Linked DNA regions of Mus musculus: regions 2 and 3 are each linked to region 1. Evidence: chromatin contacts called from public HiCAR-type and capture Hi-C data. All regions are on one chromosome and are shown on one strand. The core of a region is the stretch at or near the end of the contact, and the rest is flanking DNA. Distances in the headings are between cores, read along the strand shown.

What was found. HiCAR-type assays count read pairs that join an accessible place to other places. Capture Hi-C pulls out chosen DNA fragments and counts their contacts.
Region 2: a contact with region 1 is called in a capture Hi-C map of macrophages, with 2.8 times the contacts expected there. The contact joins the promoter of Chdh here to the promoter of Cacna1d in region 1. A contact is called at or near these places in 6 of 39 promoter capture datasets (the 3T3-L1 cell line, epiblast stem cells, hippocampal neurons and 3 more), 1 of 484 Hi-C or Micro-C datasets (liver), 1 of 115 datasets of contacts at active chromatin or transcription factors (embryonic forebrain) and 5 of 9 other capture datasets (adipose tissue, embryonic stem cells, liver and 2 more).
Region 3: a HiCAR-type map of astrocytes shows a contact between it and region 1, with 2.4 times the contacts expected there. The contact joins the promoter of Selenok here to the promoter of Cacna1d in region 1. A contact is called at or near these places in 3 of 39 promoter capture datasets (hippocampal neurons, liver and pre-B cells) and 1 of 115 datasets of contacts at active chromatin or transcription factors (astrocytes).

Annotation. Positions count from the first base shown.
Region 1 is chr14:30,350,375-30,354,826 of GRCm38.p6, forward strand. It overlaps Cacna1d (calcium channel, voltage-dependent, L type, alpha 1D subunit), which reads right to left and starts at 3,112. Exons shown (of 47, transcript NM_001083616.2): 1 at 2,551-3,112; 2 at 266-575. The coding sequence starts at 2,617.
Region 2 is chr14:30,007,729-30,012,392 of GRCm38.p6, forward strand. It overlaps Chdh (choline dehydrogenase), which reads left to right and starts at 1,272. Exons shown (of 8, transcript NM_001136240.1): 1 at 1,272-1,505. Il17rb (interleukin 17 receptor B) reads right to left here and starts at 1,168. Exons shown (of 11, transcript NM_019583.3): 1 at 1,004-1,168. The coding sequence starts at 1,063.
Region 3 is chr14:29,966,698-29,971,531 of GRCm38.p6, forward strand. Selenok (selenoprotein K) reads left to right here and starts at 1,683. Exons shown (of 5, transcript NM_019979.2): 1 at 1,683-1,839; 2 at 3,329-3,419. The coding sequence starts at 1,821.

The DNA of each region.
Region 1 (4,452 bases), core at 1,862-4,361:
CACACACAGCACTACATACATACACACACACACACACGCACACACGCACACACACGCACACACACAGGCTAAATATACTCATGGACACACCCTCTGCAAGCTGGGGAGACAGGAAGCCGTAGCCCATGAAGCCCCTTGCCTGCAGTTGCCACCATTGCTCACATTCCAGACTGCTAAGGCTCTGAGAAGTGTCACTGCAGAAAGCAAATCCTTTTGAAGCACAGATGGCAAATGAGAAAGACTTCCCACAGAAAAAAAAGGATACTTCCATTCCACTATACTAATGCAGGCTCTTCGGATGGGGTTATTGAGGGATAAACAGAAAAGGGCACGGGCAGGTCGGCTGTTAGACGAGTTACCCTGTTTTTTGCTCTTGGCGTATTGCTGACGTTTTCTTTGGGAGAGAGATCCTACAGGTGGGGGTGCAGAGGTGCTCATGGTCTGGGCGGCCTTGGCCTGTCTAGCAGCATCGATTGCAGCTTGCCAAGATAGGACAGTTTGCTTGGAGCTGTTGGGCTGAGAAGTTGGTCCTTCACCAGAAATAGGGAGTCTGGTGCCTCTTGCATAGTTTGCCTCTGAGGAGAGGAGAAAAGAGATTATTCCTTTTGGAAAAAAAAAAAAGAAGAAGAAGAAGAAGAAGACTTCAATCCATACTATCTTTTTAAAAAGCAAAAGTGTCTCCCATCTTGCATTTCCCATTTTGAACCTTCTGTCACAAGTAGTGGGGTTTGGCCAGGCAATGCAAAAGTCACCAGAGCTCTACTCTGAGCATCAGTCATGCAGGGCCATTGTTGTGCCACACCTAACCACACTGGTACTCTTCCATACCTGTGTCTTCAAAAGGAATCTTTTAGTGCATCTCTTCTGACAAACTGAGGCCATTCTCACAGTGATCCCGTGTCTTTTCCTGACTTTGAAAACACATGTATCTCTCATGGCTTAACAGATATACACAACTCCCTTTCTCAAAAAGTAATTACCAACACACACACACACACACACACACACACACACACACGCACACACGCGGGCACACGTACACACACACTCAACCAATAATTCAGTAGTTTTAACCACTTTTAGACTATTCCTCCAAAAGCTCTCCATAGCCATATATGCAATTTTTTCTACATGGGAAAAAAAAAAAAAACCTCTTTACTGGCACCAGGCAATACCAAAAGCCCCACAACAAATATCTAGATTATGCATTAACACTTCCTACAAATGAAAATTCATGATGCTTGGGACTCATTTCCTCCACAAGCTTCAGAAAACAGAAAAACATCTTTAAGGCTTTTTTATTATTATTATTGCATTTTAAATTGCAGCAGCAGCAGCCAAGCCAGCATCTAATCGGCCTGCACCCTAAGAGTCAGGGTGCATTATGTCAGGGAACCTCAAGGCCTATGCAATAATTATCTCAGTGTAGAGTAGCATCCAGGTACTCCCAGGGCAAAATACTCAAAAGCGGGCGGGGGAGGGGGGAAGGGGAGGGCATGGGATGGAGGGTGTCCCTTCATGTATAGAGCTCGCCTCACTGTGGGTCTGGTCATTCCTTGGAAGATGGACATTGGGCCACCATCACCTCTGCTGAAGCAGATGTCAAAGTGAGAGTGGTGTCAGAGGTTGGAAATCGGGCGTTTGCAAAACCAATTATCACTAAGTAAAGAGTCAAAGCAAGCACAGGTCTCCTGCCCTACTGTCCTTAAGCCTGGGACAGAGCAAAGCAGGCAGGTGGCACTCAATCTGAGATCAGGGACTAGTTTTGCCAAGCGGTTCCTTTGAGAAGCGCTCACCGGAAAAGGCTTCAAGAAAACCAGGGCTGGGAAATGCTAACGACCTCCATGAAGGGAACCTGGCCAAAAGCACCCCAGCCTTCTTAGACCCGGCCCCCGCTGGTGTGGAAACTGCACGTGGTGAGTTGCAGAGCCCCACAGCGGCAGCAACTCTCTGGGCATTGCTAGGTTACCGACGTGTGCACAGGAGGCACAGGGAGCGGGAATACACGCTCCACCCGACCCTGTTCCCTCAGATCCCAAGACCCGGGGCTTCTCCCATGAGATGATGGGACCAAGCGACCCAAGGGGTAAACCTGGAACAGTCCTAGAATTTTCCTGATGCTACTAAGGACCTTCTTCTTAGTCAACCAGAGGCGCGGGAGATAGGGGGAGGCTGGAAAAAGGGTTCAGGCTGAAGACTAACACCTCCTCTTCCATCGCTCAGGGGCGATGAAAGAGGAAAGTTGAGCCCGAGCACACTGAACCCGGATCACCTCACTCTTGCCCCTTGGCTCCACAGTACTCCACACACACCCAAATGGCCGCCCCCACCCCAGCAAATGCAGAATTAACTGACATTCACGGCCTGAAGAGGAGAACGGAGTAGCTGCCGCGCATCACCCCTTTCTATGTAGATGACACCAAGCCAAAAGCATCATTTCCAACCCCCTCAACCCACCCAACGCATCGGAGATGGGGGGTTGGGGGTGGGAAGAGTAGGATCATGATAGGATGAGGTTTGGCAGCGGGTACCCAAGCTCAGGCTGCTCACCGTTCGCATGGTCCTCTTGGTGCTGCCGTTGATGTTGCATTTTTTTCATCATCATCATCATCATCATCCACGAACATTTATTGAGCGCCTACTGTGTGCAGGGCACTATGCTCAGGGTTAGGGAGGGGGAGGAACGGATATGGGAGGTTACGGATAGGTAGGAGCCGCGGTCCCTGCCCTTATTTTCGCTTCAGCAGGGGGTGGGGAAGGACAGAGACAAATAACCAAAAATAAAGATAATTTATAAAAACCGCCTGCCACCCACGCTCCTTCTTTTTTTTTTGAAAAATGGAGCAAAATAAACTTTTTGTAAAAAATAAAATCAGATGTATATATTATCTTAGTAATATATACATGTAATTTTTTATTTTTTTTATTTTTTTTTACTGCAAAGGAGAATTGGCTTGGTCCCCTCCTCTAGCGGAGGGACACCGTGGTGGTGCCCGCCCGGCCTGCCGGGCCGCTCGGCGCGCCCCCCATGCCGCCCGTCCGCCCGCCCGCCGCGGTGCCCGGTGCCCCGCCGCCGCCGCCGCCGCCCGCGCCGCCGCTGGCTCGGGACCGCGGGCAGCCGGAGCTCACATCCGGGGACGGAGGCGCTCGCCCGCCCGCCCGCCCGCCCGCTCCGCGCCCGCCGCGCCGCGCTGCACGCCGGCTTCGCCCTGGCGACGCTGCGCGCCCGCCGCCGCCGTCCCCCGCCCTCCCCCGCGCGCCCGGGCCTCCCACCGGCCGCGCCGCGCCCCAGCTGCCCGCCTGCGGCCCACGCGCCCCCCGGACTCCACGGCGCGCGACTCGGACGCCGCCACCCCCAGGCTGGCGCGGCTGACCGAGGGTTAAGTGCGCTGCGGCCGCCGACAGCCCGGTTAACCCCCTCGGCGCCGCCGCGCGGGCGCCCCTTCCCCGAGCCAGGCCCGTGGGGCCCCGTGCCTGCTGCTAGGGGCGCCGATGCGCCGCTCCTCTACACGGCGTCCCCAAGCGGAGGCTGCTGGGGTCCCCTGGGGTCCGCTGGGCTGGCTCTGGTGGCCTTCGCACTCTCACACCTGGGGGAGGCCCCGCCCCCCTCCCCCCAGGAACCCAGGTGCCCGCAGGCGATCGCTGCTGCTGCAGCATCAAAGCTCAGGGTTCGAGGGCTCTGCTTGGACTGGACAGGCGTCCCCCAGCTCTTACACCGTTTCTTCCAGTTTAGAGGTGCAAAGAGATGGGGGGCTTGTTCTTTGGGGAGCACTGACTGTCCTCAGAGATCTGCCCTCAGCCCTGAATCCCGTCCTCCCTCCCTTATGCATACGTGGCGGTGGGCTCCCTCCCTCTCGCCATCACCTCCACGTGTATTTGGAGACAGGTACAGAGAAGTAACAGCCAAGGTCTTTCAAACTGCTAGTGTGGAGAGGTAGACTGTGCAGCTCAAATTGATGACTCGTTTAGGAATTAATACTTTTTTTTGTACCTTCTCGGCCTCCTGTTTGTAGTGGGGGAGGTCTACAGGCCCCAGCTCCGTCTGGAGGGGGAAATACTGTATCTAGTGGATGACTGATATTTTTCATTTAGCTTTGTGCTGGCTGTTGGGAAAAGGCGTCTGCTTTGTTACTTTGCAGGATTCGATTTATTTGCCTTTGTTCGGATCTGCTTGTTCCTACGGAGTTTTAGAACGTTTGAGAACAGTGTCTTTAAAGCAAAAGGCTCAGCGTGAATTAAGAAAATAAATGTTTCTGGGAAGGTGCTCCTTGCTCAAAGAGGACACACCGAGCATCTCTGATTGTTGCAGGGGGGATCCACCTGGGAAGAATGACTCTCCAGGGGTCTTCCTGAGAGAGGGGTGTCTAGTTAGGATAGAGGAAAACAACCATGCTTGCCTGCTTTTTCACTTGGCTCTTTGGAGAGTGGCAGGATTGGGAAGCAGCCTGTGGC
Region 2 (4,664 bases), core at 22-2,521, 340 kb before region 1:
AATAGTATATTGAGCCTAAAACATTTATTTTAGTTGTCAGTAATCTTCAGTGGCAAGACACAATGTGACAAACCCAAAGGACTCTTAAGATCTCAGCTCTCTCATTTCCAAAACCTTGGTGAAGGCAGAAAGCAGAGGTTTTGATGGAGCAAATGGGGTTTGGATGATGTCATCCACTGTCCTTTGCTTTGTGACATTCTCTTATTAAGCAAATGAGCCACCTACTAGGAACCAAGTTCTACTTGAATGGGAGCAAGACAAGGTGTGTAGGAAAAGCCAGGTGAGGGCTCTACATTTTGCAGAGTTCATTCAATGTTCTTCACAGCTGCCCCCAGGACAGTTTTTTTCTCTTGCACAGAGACGGCAAGGGCTTCAGGACACCATAAATAAGCTGTGACTTTCCACAGTCACCAAGGATGCCTTCCAATGTGTGAAGAGAGCAGGGCTTGCATCTGAATGCCTTGTTGAGGATGCGCTTTTCCCTCCTAGAAAGATTCTTTCATTCATGGGGACTGGAGAAGAAAGGAAAGCTGCCTTCAGGAGTTAACATGGCCCTAGACAGAAAGGAAAAGCAAGCAAGCAAACTGATGCAGGCTGTCTGTTGACCCAAGAGGTGGGCAGCACAGATGTAAGCAGTACTGTCTTGTTTGTCATCATTAACCCAGGACAAGGCATACCTGTGTGAGTTGAGTACCACCCTTTTTCTTTTTGAGGAGAATACTACGACTCAAATGCCCAGGTGGCATCTGTGACAGTTCTAAACCTCATTCCCCTGGGAAGCAGTCTGACAACTGATACCTTCCAGGATGGCAATAGATGGGTGGTGTGAGTTCAAGACCCATCGCGGTTAGCTCAGGGGTGCAAACTGGCCCCTTTCTAAGGATGGTTCATGGACAATTCCTTGACAGTTGAGCTGGCAGGTTTTCAGGCGCTTGTCGCTTGTCAGGGTTCAGCTAAACGGATGGGAACCGAAAGGGTGCCCACAATGGAGGGGGATGCTTACCGGCTCTCGAGGCAGGGCGCTCCTGCACGATGCAGCCAAGATCAGCAACACTAGCAACATGGCCCGGCCACTGGCCACCGCCCACCACCACGCGGAGCTGGGGCCAGAGGTCCAGGGTCCTCTTATCCAGGCGCCCGCCGCAGTTCTCCGGGCTCCGCCTCCCACAGTACCGCCCTGCCCAAGCCGGCGCTGGCCTGGTCCCAAGACAGTAAAGTGGCCGCCTTGTCGCCCTCGGGGCTCGCGGGGGTAGGCGGGGTGCGAATGACTCAGGCCCGGGAGGACTGAAGCTCCAGCAGGCGCGGGGCGTGTCGAGCCCCGCGCACAGGTGTGTGCCGCAGGCCAGGTGGGGCGACCGCACCCGCGCCTGGAGCCAGACGGAGCAGCTCGCGGCACTCCCGGGACGCCAGTTAAAGAGCAGCGGGCGAGGATCAGCGGCCACTGCCTTCTCGGCTCTCCTGGCTCCTGTCCTTCGCGTCCTGGCCCAGGTGCGGAGTTGTCCCGGGTGAGTAGCTAGCTTTTCAGGTCCTAGGCTGGGTGAGGACCTGAAGCGGAGGGGCTCAAGCCACTGAAACCTTCTGGGTTTTGAGAGAACTAGCGACAGGAACTTAACAGTTACAAGGTAACAGTGATAGGAATCTCCACCCCTGGCCTCTCAGGCTTTCTGGTTAAGTGTACTCCTATAGAATGAGGCCTGGCGGTTACATCTGGGGTCCCGAAGCTGGTGTCTCAGCACTGTGGGTTCCGAGCTAAGGTTCTGACATTTGGCAGTGCTGCTTCTGCCTGAGTGAGATCTGCCCGACTCTCCACCACCTCTCGGACCTTAATTTTGGGAAGGTGGGCCAGGGACCATCCTTTTGAGATGAAATGGCTTGAGAGGGGGATAGCCCAGTATCATTTGGGGTTAGAGAAAGGGCTACAGAGCCTGGAATTCTGCTGCTTCAGCCCTTCCTATATCGTTAGCAGAGCTGGGCTCACCAGACACGTAGACAGTGGAATTGGAGAGAGCTTCAGGCACAAGTCCTGCTTCTCCCTGCTAAGAGGTTGGGTGGAGTCAAGTGGCTGTATTTGCTGAAGCCCGACTGGGATACAGACTAAATTCATCAGTGAGACAGACTTCAGGTGAAGATTCTGGTTTTGATTCACCTGGAGAAGGCTCCGTCCCTAGCCTCTGTTGGATTGCAAGGAATAGTTTCCTGAGAAACTTGTTCTGGTGCCTGACCAAGGAGATTGACAGAAGGGAGGTTGTAGCCCCACCCTCGCCTGGAACTGGGCCATCCTGGGCTCCCACTCAACCTCAGCGAGCCGTTCAGGCTCAGTGGTTCCTGGGAACAATAAGCTTTCATAGCAGCCTTTCTGACCGGTAAACCCTTGCCTGCTACCAGGGTGCAAAGGTGCATGCTCTTGGCATGGAGCTGAGCACTGTGACAGGAACATGCAAGGCCAGAGTACCTGCCCTGGTGGGAAGACAAAATGGAGACGGCCTTGTTTTCCAGCTTCTATCTGAGAACTTTGCCCTATGGGGCTGAGGAGCCAGGCAGATGTTTAGATAACAATCAGTTTCCAGTTTTGAAAAACAGCCCATGGGGCTGTGCAGAGCAAGTAGAGAGCACTCCCTCTCAGCTGAGCAAGTCACAGCCGATTGCCAACACGTGTTTACTCGGTGAGTAGCTGAGTGCCAGTCCCTGGGCTGCTCTGGCAGAACACAGCCTGCTGTAGTCAGCTCAAGGCAAAAGGCAAGGGGCTTTGGGACAGCAGGGATAGAGAGGTCAGGTCCAGGGACAAGTCAGCCATTTCTTGGCCCCTGAGACAGAAAGGCGGGCAGGAAAGTTCTTGATGTCACATGCACACAGAAACTGGAGCGACCTCTCCTGACCTTGGCAAGGGGAGGTGGGACAAACATAAGGAATTGGGTACTTGATTGGCTTGTTTTGAGAAATGGCTCAGGGCAGCTAGTTGGGTTTCTTATCCCGGAGAAGAATCTGGTGGCAAAGGAGAGAGGAAGAGTTGGGTGAAGGGGGTAGAAAGGGGTGGAAGATATGGGAGAATACTCAGGCAAGGATGCCAGGACAGCCTCCGAACACTGCCTGAGAAGTGCCACCAACCCACCTCCAAGGCCAGTGATGACAGGCTTAGAGAGGACACTGCCCTGTCTCTGGGTCAGGGGCATGTATCCCGTGGCCCATGTGCAGTGGAACAATATGCAAGCAAGGCCCTGCAGCTACAGACGGGGTTATAGCTGGGCGAAGAGCCTGTACCTGCCTGTCTTCAGGACTCTAACTTGCCACAAGTGCCCTCCTTACCCCCAGAGTGATGCAAGTTGATTGAACATTTGGCTTCTAAGATAACCAGCTGGAGTGGACCCACCTGCTTACATGCCTAAGCCTGGCCACCAGAGGCAGGGCCACAGAAGTAAAGAAGGCTTGGCTATTTCACATGGATGTATGGCAAGCTGCTGCTCTCCTCAGAGCCTCAGTTTCCTTTCCTGTACAATTAAATGAGGGAGCCATCATAGTGAAGAGGTGTCTGGAATCTGACGGAAGCAATCTTCAGAGACTCCACATGCTGCCCGTAGTCATGCATTCTGTCTGCAGGGCTACTAGAGCTACTTGGCACTGGGAACCTTCATGTCCAGGGGTTCAACGGCTGCTCATTAAATCCCAGAACAAATGAATAAATGAGCACGTGCCTTCCCCCAAGGCCATGCCTGAGCCTGTACACCTGGGAAGATTGCTTTGGCTTTCTTCTATCCTGTAGGAGAAGGCTGTAGTGTGGTATGGCCAGAGCCTGGAGGATGACTCTCTCCATCACCCACACTTCCAGCAGGTCTGTGTGGCCACTGCAGCTGAGACTCCAAACCTCCAGGTTTCCTGGCTCTACGACTCACTTGCTATCACTTGGCCATGGCCAAAGCTCTTGGTCTCTTGCCACCTCAGTTTCCCCAAGAAACTGACATTACCTGTCACTCTAGCAGAGCCATCAGGAAACTCAGAAGAAAACAGAGTCAGAGGAAAGCAAGTTGAAAGGTTTAAATTTGCTGCGTAGATTTTGAGCAGGGGCGACAAGACGGTTAAATTTTTTTTTTATTCTAATATCTCCATGTTCTCAAATGGAAAAATTCCCTCAGACCTATACATAAGCTCTGCTGTGTCCGTCCTGGAGAGAACAGGGCCCTGAGGGTTGTTGACATGCCCCGAGGCTAGCTTCCACCCACACAGGTGGAATTTTCCATTTTGTTTTTTTGCAAATATTAATCAAGTCTCTGGGCGGTTAACAGTAGACTCATTGTCTCGTGAGGAGGGAGCTGGTTCTGGCGAATGCCAGCTGCCTGCCAGGGCTCTTGGACTGGCCCTAGCTGGGATAGCAGCCACTGGAGCATTCCTGCCTCTGGTGCTACCTCTGCCCTCTGTTCCACTCCAGCCGCTTGGACTCCGCCATGCCTAATTTAATGCTATATTTGAGCCAGAAACCCTGAGAGTCACCCAGGGCTTGCCAGTCCTTGATCTTGAGCCTGGGCATAGAACTCCATATGTTCTTTGCCCAGTACAAGGGGCATAGGAAAACCCCAGACTCAGCCATGGTTATAGTTCAGTGTTAATGCTACCCCAGCCAATCCAGGAGGTGAAACCACGTGAGGGCATGACCTCTGGCATGTGACCTCTGT
Region 3 (4,834 bases), core at 433-2,932, 390 kb before region 1:
CAGGGAGATGAAAAGACTTAGGGCACTCACAAAACTGTAAAAAAAAAAAAAAAATTATTGCCAGAGTGTGTTTTGGGTGGGAATGTGTAGCAGAAGCTAAAATCAAGTGAACAGGTCAGGCTATATCAGTGGATACTGAAAAGGACCTAGTTTGTAAGAGCAATGGGAGATCACTACATTTTAGTGTCTAAAGGGTTTTAAGCAAAACAAAGTTTTGTTTTGTTTTTTTTAAATAAATCATTCTTGTTGCAGTCTGACAAAAGTATAACCAGGGATTTCAGTTAGAAGGAAAAGAGAGCACAGAGAGTGAGAGGCAACGTCATGGTTTAAGCCCAGGTCTAGAAAGGCCCTTGAGAAAAATCACGGACCCAGGTTGGGAAGAGAGCTCGGTGGGTAAAGTGACTGCTACACAGACATGAGGGCCTGGATTTTAGAATCCCCAGCAGTCATGTAAAAGCCAACAGTGGTTGCACACAACTCAGACCTATCCTGGAGGATGAGACAGGCAGATGGCCAGAGCTCCCTAGCCAGTCCAATAAGGTGGAAAACACCCAACTCTCCCTTTCTGTACTGACTGCACACCTCATTCCTCCCTTCCCCTCTCCTCACCCCCACTCCCCGCACCACAAAGGAAACACAACAGGGGCAGCAAGGAATTTTCTTCAAACTTACTGGATGCCCAAGACCTGCCTTCTAACGCATATGTCACGTCTACAATGCTGACAAGCAGAGGAAATTGTCATTCTGAAGTTCATTTGATTTTCCCTAGTTGTGTCTCTACAGCTATTAAAAATGCCACTTCTTAGCTGGGTGTTGGTTACACCTTTAGTCCCAGCACTTGGGAGGCAAGAGACAGGTGGATCTCTGAGTTCAAGAACAGCCTGCTCTACAGAGCTAGTTACAGGGCAGCCAGGGCTACACAGAAAAACAGTCTCGAAAAATAACAAATTCCACTTCTTGAACTTATACAGATCCACCTGCCTATGCCACATGAGTACTGGTATAGGCCTGGTCTACAAAGTGAGTTCAAGGGCAGCCTGGGATACACAGATCCCAAATCAAAAACAAACAAAAACAAGACAAAAGACAAAAACAAAAACCAGCTGGGTGTGGTGAGGCTTGTCTTTCATCCCTGCGCTACGGAGGCAGAGGCAGGCAGATCTTTGCGTTTAGGGCCAGCCTCGTCTACAATGTGAGCTCAGAGCCAGGAATACAGTGTGAGTCCTGTTTCAAAAAAGCAAAACAAATAAACTGAGAGCAGAAATAACCGGCTTAAAGGGAATACGGTCCAGAGGGACTTAAAAGTGAGTTCAGCAAAACCTGATGGTTAAAGCTCTTCATGTCCCAGACACCGCCTCAGAGCCTCTCCCTGCCACTCCAAAAGACAGCAACACATCTGGAAAGCTGAGGAACGTTCCGCCCTCCAAGCCCTTCGAGCCACCTCGGACCCGAACCCTGCGCGTGTCTGCCAACTAGCAAGCAACTTCCGGTCGGCAGTGCTGTGGCCTCAAAGACTCTCGGTCAAACCGGAACCAAGTGAGGGGGGTGGGGAAAAGGACCCTCAAACAATGTTTCTCCTAGACGTCATATCCGGTCTCCTGACTCAGGCAGTATCCACGCCAGCGGAAGTTACTTGTGTGACTGGGCGGAACCTCTAGTCAGGAGTGGTCTCCCAGCAGCCAATGGGCTCGACCCACCTCTAGCCTGACTTGGGTCTGTCAGTGGCCTGTGACGTACAGGGCGGGGCGGGAGGCTAGGTACGGCGACAACAGGGGCGTCCGGTCTTCTCTGTCGCTAGGAAGCAGGCAACCGGAGGGAAGATGGTTTACATCTCGAATGGTGAGTGAGAGCCTTACCCTGGGCCGCTTCTGTCCTGACTCGCCGGGTCCTGAGCTTGGGGCGGCCTCCCCCACACCAGTGGCCGGAAGGAGTGGGAAGCGGAGGCGGTGGGAGCCGAGGCGCAGCCCAGAAGGTCCCCGGGTGCCGCTGGGGGACCCTGAAGCCTCCTGGTACAGCCAATTTTCCGATTGTGGGTTTGCGATAGTGATCCCGGGCGCGGGTGTCCTTAACCCGGGAATGACAGAGACGCTAACCCGGTCCGGATACAACGCGCTTTTGTTTGGGCCGCTAGAGCCGCGTTCTTTGCCTAGCATCTCTTTCATCCTTGTAACTGTTCTATTCAGATGGTGTATTTCTATCCCTGTTTTTCGGATGCAGACTGAGACATAGATTGACTAGCTCGCTAAAGATCACAAAGGCAATATGAAATTTAGGTTAAATTGAACTCAGGTTGGCTCCAGTATTACCTACCATACTGCCTCTATAATGCGTACAATAATGATGGCGATGGTGGTGATGCAGGACTAGCAAGAATATGAAAAAAATAAATAAAATCTGGAGACAGGGTCTCACTTTGTAGTTTTATCTGCCCTGTAACTCACTGTGTACGCTAAGGTGGCCACTAACTCCCAAAGATCCTCCTGCCTCTGACTCCGGAGTAGTGGGATTAAATTAAAGGCAAGCACCACCACGCCAGGCAATACAAAAGTTGTGACAGATTTTTCTCCCCTAAAAGTGTAGCTAGTCCTAAGCCCAAGACTTTACCCAGTTTGAAAGAACTTGGGAAGCAAGTCTCCAATTACTGGAAAAGAAAAAAATACAGCCTGAGAAGGTCGTATCAGTGCCAGAACCATCTGCCCACCTGTGTGACTTAGGTGAGACTCCTTGGCGCATTTCTACAAGACTCTCTTGGGGCCCTGGAAATAGGTGTGGTTGTATCAGATTCATCTCTGTATCTCTAGAGAGTAGGGCGATTAGCAGAAGTCTTAGGGCTGAGAGCACTTTGAATTTCTCGGCTTTTTTCAGGATTTCACCTCCTGATTACAAAGCTTTGGGATAGGTGGTGTGATGGGCACTACAGGAAGCATCATCATTCCATCTTCAGTTTCGAGCGCTCGCAGATTCTGTTATTTGCAATTTAGGTCACTAGCTCATACAGCTATGCACTCAAAAGTGATCAGTGTTCTTCTGCTGCATCCATCTCGCCACTAAAATGTCATGTGCATTTTACCAGTGAGAAGGAGATGGCAAAGAGATGCCTAGAATGAGTTCGCCTCCGAGAATTACATACTGAAAGTAGACATCTATCGAAGGAGTGAACGCTAGATCCCAGAGTTTGACTGCACTCACAGTGGACCTCTGATGTTGACTGGCTTGAAGAAGCCAACAAGTCAAAAGCTGAGCTCATTGGTGTTGCTCCGCTGATTAAAGGCAGCGCCGAGTTGTGGACTTGTGGCACTTACCTCAGTTTCTTTCTTTAATTCTGTAGGTCAGGTGTTGGACAGCAGGAATCAGTCCCCATGGAGAGTGTCTTTCCTAACAGACTTCTTCTGGGGAATAGCAGAATTCGTGGTTTTCTTGTAAGTATAAAAGCATTTCTTTAATTGAGACCAAGTGTTGCTATTTAGTCTCATAGCTGGTTTAGTGTTATAGAGAGTCTAAGCTGTTCTGGAAGTCATTGTAGTCACCCCGCCTTAGCCTCCTAAGTGTTGAAATTACAAGAATGTGCCACCACTCCTGGTTCTGAACTTTTAATGAAGGGTTAGTTGATAATGGGGAAAAAAAAATGTCGACTTCTCAGGCATTTTAAGCAGTTCTGTATTAGATGAGGTCTCAGGCATTTTAAGTAGTTGTGTATTAGATGAGGGGTGGTGTCTGACCATTACGTGCTGTGCTACCTAAACTGCCAGCCAGTTACTACCAGGTCTTACTTACCCTGAATTGAGTAAATATTTGAATGTCTCCTGTTTGGAAAGTCATGAGTAGATAGAGAAGGATACGTCCCCCTTTCATTGAGTATTGGGCTGGCAAGTTTTATGTCAACTTGACACAAGTTAGAATTACTGAAAATAGGAACCTCAATTGAGAAAATGCCTCCATAAGATCAGGCTAGAGGCAAGCCCGTAGGACATTTTTACTTAGTGATTGATGTGGGAGGGCCCAGCCCATTGTTGATGGGGACACCCCTGGGTTCTGTAAGAAAACATGCTGTGGGGAGAAAGGCAGGAAGCAGCACCCCTTCAGCATCAGCTCCTGCCTCCAGGTTCCTGCCCTAGTTGAGTTCTTCTCCTTACTTCCTTCAGTGATGGACTATGACTGTGGAACTGTGAGTCAAGTAAACCCCTTTCCTCTCCAGCTTGCTTTGGGTCCTGGTGTTTCGTCACAGCACTAGTAACCCTAACTAAGTATATTAGTACTGTCAGTTTTCATAGTCAGTGTAATTTAGTATATTCAGTATAATATCAGCCTTCATATTGCAGGGATAGTGGATGAGTGCCATTGTGGAAAGTGCACTTGAGGAAGTTACCCAAGGAGGGACAAGGCCCTGACTTCAAAGTTACCAGTGCAAAATTTAATTACTTTTGCAAATTTTACCTATATTGTTTACTGTTTTGCCTTAGTTTAACCCCTCCATCTAAGAAGTTAGAAAACTGGACTAAGAATGGCATACACTGTTAATCCCAGTATTTAGAATTCAGTCAGGTGGGATTTAAGGCCAGCTAGGCGTCACACATAGTAAAACCTTGTCTTTAGGGGGAAAAAAGGAAATTGCATTTTCTGACATTCTGAGTAGTTCTGTGCCTCTGACTATAATACCCTTATCTATTCCCTCCGCAAGGTGATGTCAGGTAGGCTATAGGCAGAGGAATTGCAGGCATGGTGAATGTAAGACACTGTTAAAAACAGAATAAGTTAGTTGGGGTGGGGCTGATGACTGTATGATACTGTAAAAATAGGTAATGCTGACACCTAAGAGGAAGAATGACACTGACGA